2 separate regions of the Mus musculus genome follow, and region 2 is linked to region 1. Evidence: chromatin contacts called from public targeted proximity ligation data. All regions are on one chromosome and are shown on one strand. The core of a region is the stretch at or near the end of the contact, and the rest is flanking DNA. Distances in the headings are between cores, read along the strand shown.

Evidence for each region.
Region 2: a targeted proximity ligation map of the SCID.adh cell line shows a contact between it and region 1, with 3 times the contacts expected there. A contact is called at or near these places in 18 of 484 Hi-C or Micro-C datasets (the C2C12 cell line, the G1E-ER4 cell line, the HL-1 cell line and 11 more), 6 of 130 datasets of targeted methods (the NIH/3T3 cell line, the SCID.adh cell line, T-cell acute lymphoblastic leukemia and 3 more) and 1 of 9 other capture datasets (embryonic stem cells).

The regions. Positions count from the first base shown.
Region 1 is chr19:36,180,472-36,184,322 of GRCm38.p6, reverse strand. No RefSeq gene overlaps it. Among named protein-coding and RNA genes, the nearest start is that of Gm32081, 2.2 kb to the left of the region's middle.
Region 2 is chr19:36,529,645-36,533,135 of GRCm38.p6, reverse strand. No RefSeq gene overlaps it. Among named protein-coding and RNA genes, the nearest start is that of Gm32143, 7.4 kb to the left of the region's middle.

The sequences.
Region 1 (3,851 bases), core at 1,288-3,787:
TGATTATTGCCCAGATAGAAAACATGTCATTGTCACAGGGTATCCTACATTTTATATGTTCTAGGTTCAACTCCCAAGGGGTCCCTCTGGGGCAAGAAGCTGCTTCTTGTCTTCTAATGCTTTTGATCTTTTCTCCTTCGTTGGGATTCTCTCATAGGTGGGAACTTCCTATATGTCTCAGAGGGATGGATGATCCTTCAACTTTGGCTAGGCTATCTCCAGGTACCAGATTTGTTCATACCAGATGCAGCCATCTAGGAAGGAAAGCCAGGTGAGAAGATGTGGGGGCTAGCTTTCTATCTATCCTCGAGCCTCAGCTGTATAGCGCTAGCCTGTGAACTGGAGGCAGGCCAAGAGGAGTCATATCCACAGCCATGGGCCCTGACACTGTCAGCAGAGTACAAACGCCTTAGTGCGTCAGCTCACAGTGAGTCTCATAGCATTGTTCTTTCCTGATGACGGCAATATGCTCTCAGCCTGAGACCCGGATGAACCACCATTCCTCCAGCTTCAGGCCTGTAGTCACTGGAACTTTCTACCTGGGGAGTTTTGAGTTTTGAGATGTAGCTGGAACAAGAGTCGATGGATGACATGCAACAGGCAGGGAGCAGAGCTTTGGACAGCCATTTCAGGGAAGAATTGCCATCAGAGCTGCCGCACAGGTGTCTTAACAGGAATCCACAGAAAGAAACAAAAACAGAACCCTCCTGAAAGACCTTGAAAGGAGCAAAAACAGAACCGAGAAGTCAGCACGTACCACTAACTTGAAGGTGATTTAGAACAGAGCTTCTTTGCTCTGTTTAGAAAGGGTTGGCTGCATCAGGACTGCCTCCCCACATGTTTTCTTTCCTTGGGAAATCACATACAGTAGCTAGAGATCTGGGTTAACCGATGAGATAGACTTCAGCCTAGATCAGCCAGCCTGGGCCATAGCAGCCAACTGTGGTCTGAGATATAACTCATCCACACTGATCGCTGGTGCTGGTGTTATATGGAGGCCTATGGGACAAGGCTACCCCCTTGTGGTAGGGTTTGGGACTAGTCCCTAAGACATAAATTCCCTGTCAGTCATTTTAAGAAGGGCCAATTACACAGGATTAGGTGAGACCTCAGTAACAGTATCTTATGCACACAAGATTTACCTCTCCTTCTAAAAGAAAGGCTAGAAATGGCCAGTCACAGACTATTAAGGTAACTTGTTGGTCCCCCAAAGACTCAGGCTTTCATCTGTCTTTTAGGCTAAATAGTCTTAATGAATAGTTTCTTCTCAAGGTCACGGGACAGTTGCTGGGGTGCCAACCATCAAATCCATACTGTAGCCCGAATTCAAGGGGAAATAGAAGGGGAGGGGCATGCAGATGTGTGCTTGTGTGTGATGGGATGACGTGTCCCAACGGTCTCTTCCTTTAAACAGTCTTTCCGAAGTCCTCAAACACTTCCACTGTTAAGCCCTTCTAAATAAAACCTACCACCAAGGAAGTGAAGGACTAAATCTTGAATGGCAGCAGTGGTGTTTGCCTCTCTGGGAAGCAAGCAGGCCTGAGACTTTGAAAGCCATTTGACAGTTGGCCCAAATGTCCTGGCTGTGGGTGTGTGCTGGACTCTCTTACCTGGAGCCAGCCCCGAGGCCAGGAGCACCAGAAGGCTCTGGCAGGCCTGCCCTCGAGGTGACTGCTCCCTGGAATTAGAAGCACTCGCTCACAAACCTTTCTTACACCGAGGCTTGGCTCATCTCTGTGGGGCTGTGGGCACCTCAGAAGGTGGCATGGCAGGGAGGGGTGACTGTCCTGCTGCTCATTGGTAGGGGGGAAAGGTAGTTGCCACTCCGCAGACCTTGGTCATCGAGAGCTGTAGTGGGTATTTTGCTGAGGTAGGGAGCTGGTTATTTGTGGTTTATGGAGGAACCTTTAGGAAGAATCCAACTCATGAGCAGGCGAGCCCTATTTCCCTGGGCACATCAGGAGGGCCACCCTAGCTTGGTTAGGATGACAGATTGTCCTGGTTCTGGAACCATTAGTGATATAATAGAATCCTTGGACACACTGGAAGAGTCAGTCAGCTTAGTAATATGCATGTGATAATAATCATCTAGGGACCCTTAGCGTCTCCTGGGGATGCTTGGGGCTAGATGCCTGTGAGTGGTAGCCGGGGCTCAGAGCCACCAGGTTCTGTTTGATCAGAAGAAATAAAGCAAGTGGAAAAAAATCAACAAAGATTCCAAATTCCACAGCATCACCCAGAGAGCCCAGGGTCAGCCTGCTGCCTTCTCTTCAACCCCAGCTCTGCCTTAGACTAGGGCTCCTGTCCTGCCCACAAGTCACCTGTTAGTAACCCTGCAAATGTGTCCTGTTGCTTCTGAAGTTCCTTCCTAGGCTGCCCCTCCCTCAGATGCCCCTTCCAATTGCAGTTTAGGGATCACCTCTGCGGCTTCCCCAGCCCTCCCAGCCATGCTAAGTTCTCTCTCCCACAGTCCTCCAGTGTACCTGGCAAGTCTGACATGCTACATCCCTTTGTCAGTCTGGAGCACAGGTCAGCCCCTCCCACTGACTAATCATCTCCCAAGGTTTCTAGTCCTTACCCTGCAGCTAAAGTCCGACCATGTGGCTCATGTCACAGATAGTTACTTTACTAGAAGGGTGGATCAGTGTATGTATATGTTTATTAATGTTTGTGTTTATTGAAAGTTCTCCATTCTGGGCAACAGAATATTGGCCACAACTCTCAGTTGTTTCCAGTTCTGTTGATTTATTTGTTGAATGGTTTATTTAACTTGAGGCTTTGTAAAGTCAAAGTAGGATTTATAGAAAAATCTTGTCATGGAGAATAAATAAAACTCACACACATGATAAAAAAGATTCATTACTGATTTGGGTTAACTGTATTGTGTTTTCCTACAAGTTACATTAAGCACACATAGATGAAAAGTAAGTCATATTCTAGACTTATAGAACCTTTTATTGCTTCACACTGGATCTTGAAAACTCTCTAAGTGAATATGTATGCATTTAGACAGGACGGGATAAGGTAAGCTTTATTATACAATCACAGCAGGATAAAAGCACAAATGGATGCCAAACCTCAGAGAGTAAGTAAAGTGGGGTTGCCCCCCTACACACACACACACACACATTTTCATGGGAGCAAGTCTCCTCTTTGCTGTGTGTGGGTTACTTGACTCAAACTGCCACCAAAGCAGAAGAGACAGTGCTGGGCCATCCTGTGTCCAGTTCCCTGCAGATGTTGCCAAAGTCAGGTCAAGTGACCCCAGACGACCCCCTGGGAAAGGGAAAGTAGGGACCATTCAGGCCAGATGAGACGCCTGTCCTCTGGGGAAGGTGTCTCTTGGGCAACTCACTGAGGGTGGGGTAAGGGAGGAGGGAATCTCTCTCCCTCTTGAGATCCTTGGCTAGGTGAGGAAGAAAGAGGAGGCAGGCTCTGGTAGGAGGGAGACACATAACCTGGCAGCCTTCTCCGCGGGAACCTGAGCTGTTTCCCTGGGTTCTGGCGTCAGACTGTCCTAGTTGCTCACCCTGATTAGATTGTCCTGGAACAGACCATGACCATCAGGTGATTCTGATGAGGACCCATCCCGGAAGGAGCCACAGCTGGGGAATGAGTGTCCCTCCGACCCAGAGTGGGGAACCTGGGGCTCACCACAGTTCACCCCCTCTCCAGGGAGCACAATGGCCTTTCCAGTGAGTGCGGAGAGCTGAAGGGGGCTTCCCTGAGCTCTTCCCACTGCACTGGACCGACAGCAGGTGAGCAGCTTGAGCGAGAACCGCACCAGCTGTCTCTCTCAGCAGTGCCACCAGCCTGAGGCTCAAAGCTCAGTCTTTAGCTCTAGCTTCCCG
Region 2 (3,491 bases), core at 41-2,540, 350 kb before region 1:
TTCCCTCTAGGATCACACTGAAGCTCTGCTTCTGCGACCTACTTGAAACAGGCTTCTAGCAGACTTCTCCAGGAAGTTGTGAACTCCCCGGCCTGGCCTTATTTTTGACTTAGCTTTTTCTTCAGCACTGTTTCTGCCATTGCTCGCCCCCCCCCCCCCCCAACTCCTGACAAGAACTTCTGCTTCTTTCTCCCCACAGAGCAACCAGCCTAGGTTTCAGAAAGACCACCAGTTATGGCATAGGGAGAGCCAGGCACAGGCTGGACCTGCCTCTCAATCACTTTCTCCTATGCCTCATGCTGAAGTCTCCCCCTCACTGCAGAGAGCTACAGAAAGATCTTCAGTCAAAGGAAGAGGCTCAGCTGTGCTCGCTTACCAGACTCTCCTCAAAGAGCTGGTTTGGGTGGTTTTAATACTGCCCTTCAGTCCTTAGACATGGCTGGGGTCAGTCTGAGAAAATCAGTGTGGCCACACAGAGGAGAGATTTCTTTTAGGAGATGTAGGGGTAGATGTAGGTATAGGACATGTGGCAGTCTGTTGCATAAGAGATGAAACAGAGGAGCAGGAAGAACAGCTGAGCCAGGGGACAAGTGACACGAGATGTGGCTGGAGTGTGGACAGAGGCCATCCTGATGGGTCCTCCCCTATGCCGTGCTAAATCCCAGAGCTTTATCCTGTTGACAACAGTTACCAAAGTGGATTCTGTATATTTCCCATTGGGGGCAAGCCAGCTAAGCTGCTGCTAGTGCATTTTAAAAGATTATAAATTATAGTCACTAGTAAACATAATTATTGATGTACTTATATATTTTTTAGTCTTAAAAATGGAAATAATGAGCTGGGCATGGTGGTGCACGCCTTTAATCCCAGCACTCAGGAGGCAGAGGCAGGTGAATTTCTGAGTTTGAGGCCAGCCTGGTCTACAAAGTGAGTTCCAGGACAGCCAGGGCTATACAGAGAAACCCTGTCTCGAAAAATCAAAAAAAAAAAAAAAAAAAAAAAAAGGAAATAATGAACCTACCAATTTGTGGTAGCTGGGTGTTTGAAATATGCTCCCCAGGCTGATATGTTTGGACACCCGATCTGCAACCTGTGTCATTCAGGTTGTGGGGCCCATGTGGTTTGCTAGGTCAGTAGGACAGAAACAGTTCATGATGCTCTTGCCTCGCTAGGCTAAGAAGTTCCCCTCAGCTTTTAAGGACCTCAATAAAGGCTGAAATGAACTGGGAACTTCAGGACTTGCTGGTATAGTGAAGCAAAGTTGGACATTTTATTAAAGATATTTAGATACAGGCTTAAGCATGAGAGTTAAAAGGCACTCAGAAGAAAATAAGATATACCCAAGTGGCAGGATGTGTTTCCCAAGGTAGAAACGACGCATCCAAGTGGTGGCTGGGTACAGGCTCTTCAAGATAGAGTATGCAATTAATTCTTAGCCTTAACCATATATACCATTTTGATGGCTCTCAACTTGTATTTCCAATGTTTGCTAAGAAATCATCCCCCCTCCCAATTTTCTTTTCTATTTCTTTTGATAAATAAGGTGGCTCTGAAGATGCCTTGGATGAAATTACAGTCTCATAAGGTAAAGTCAAGAGTCAGTAGGGTTGCTCAAAGGATTTACTGTGTGTCTTTTTCCTGTAAATGGGGTCTCTGGTAAGATTCCTACAAAACTGCTGGTTTGTAGCTTAGAAGAGAGAAAAAAGAGAAGCCACAAGCAGTATTAAAGCTGCTGCCACCATGTCTTCTATGCCACAGTGGACTGTGTCTTAGTGTCACTGTTGCTATGACAACACACCATGACAAAAGCAACTTGGGGAGGAAAGGGTTTATTTGGCTTACACTTCCACGTTGTAGTCTGTCACTGAAGGAAGCCAGGACAGGATTCAAACAGGGCAGCTATCTGGAGGTAAGAGCTGATACAGAGACTGTGGAGTGGTGCTGCTTACTGGCTTGCTCCCCATGGGTTGCTCAGTCTGCTTTCTTATAGAACCCAGGACCACCAGCCCAGGGATGGCCCCAGCCACAATGGGCTGAGCCCTTCCCCATCAATCACTAATTAAGAAAGTACCTTACAGCTACATCTTATGGAGGCCTTTTCTTTTTCTTTTTCTTTTTTTTTTAAATTTAATTAGGTATTTTCTTCATTTACATTTCCAATGCTACCCCAAAAGTCCCCCATGCCCCCCCCACTCCCCTACCCACCCACTACCACTTCTTGGTCCTGGCGTTCCCCTGTACTGAGGCATATAAAGTTTGCAAGACCAATGGGCCTCTCTTTCCACTGATGGCTCACTAGGCCATCTTCTGATACATATGCAGCTAGAGACACGAGCTCTGGGGGGTACTGGTTAGTTCATATTGTTGTTCCACCTATAGGGTTGCAGACCCCTTTAGCTCCTTGGGTACTTTCTCTAGCTCCTCTATTAGGGGCCCTGTGATTCATCCAATAGCTAGTTGTGAGCATCAACTTCTGTGTTTGCTAGTCCCCGGCATAGCCTCACAAGAGACAGCTATATCAGGGTCCTTTCAGCAAAATCTTGCTAGTGTGTGCAGTGGTGTCAGTGTTTGGAGGCTGATTATGGGATGAATCCCTGGATATGGCAGTCTCTAGATGCACCCCTGGATGTTTGTCTCAGCTCCAAACTTTGTCTCTGTAACTCCTTCCATGGGTCTTTTGTTCCCAATTCTAAGAAGGGGCAAAGTGTCCACACTTTGGTCTTCGTTCTTCTTGAGTCTCATGTGTTTTGCAAATTGTATCTTGTAATCTTGGGTATAGTAAGTTTCTGGGCTAATATCCACTTATCAGTGAGTACATATCATGTGAGTTCTTTTGTGATTGGGTTACCTCACTCAGGATGATGCCCTCCAGGTTCATCCATTTGTCTAGGAATTTCATAAATTCATTCTTTTTAATAGCTGAGTAGTACTCCATTGTGTAAATGTACCACATTTTCTGTATCCATTCCTCTGTTGAGGGGCATCTGGGTCTTTCCAGCTTCTGGCTATTACAAATAAGGCTGCTATGAACATAGTGGAGCATATGTCCTTCTTACTGGTTGGAACATCTTCTGGGTATATGCCCAGGAGAGATATTGCAGGATCCTTCGGTAGTACTGTGTCCAATTTTCTGAGGAACCGCTAGACTGATTTCCAGAGTGGTTGTATAAGCTTACAATCCCACCAACAATGGAGGAGTGTTCCTCTTTCTCCACATCCTTGCCAGTATCTGCTGTCACCTGAATTTTTGATCTTAGCCATTCTGGCTGGTGTGAGGTGGAATCTCAGGGTTGTTTTGATTTGCATTTCCCTGATGTCTAAGGATACTGAACATTTTTTCAGGTGCTTCTCAGCCATTCGGTATTCCTCAGGTGAGAATTCTTTGTTTAGCTCTGAGCCCCATTTTTTAATGGGGTTATTTGATTTTCTGGAGTCTACTTTCTTGAGTTCTTTATATATATTGGATATTAGTCCCTTATCTGATTTAGGAT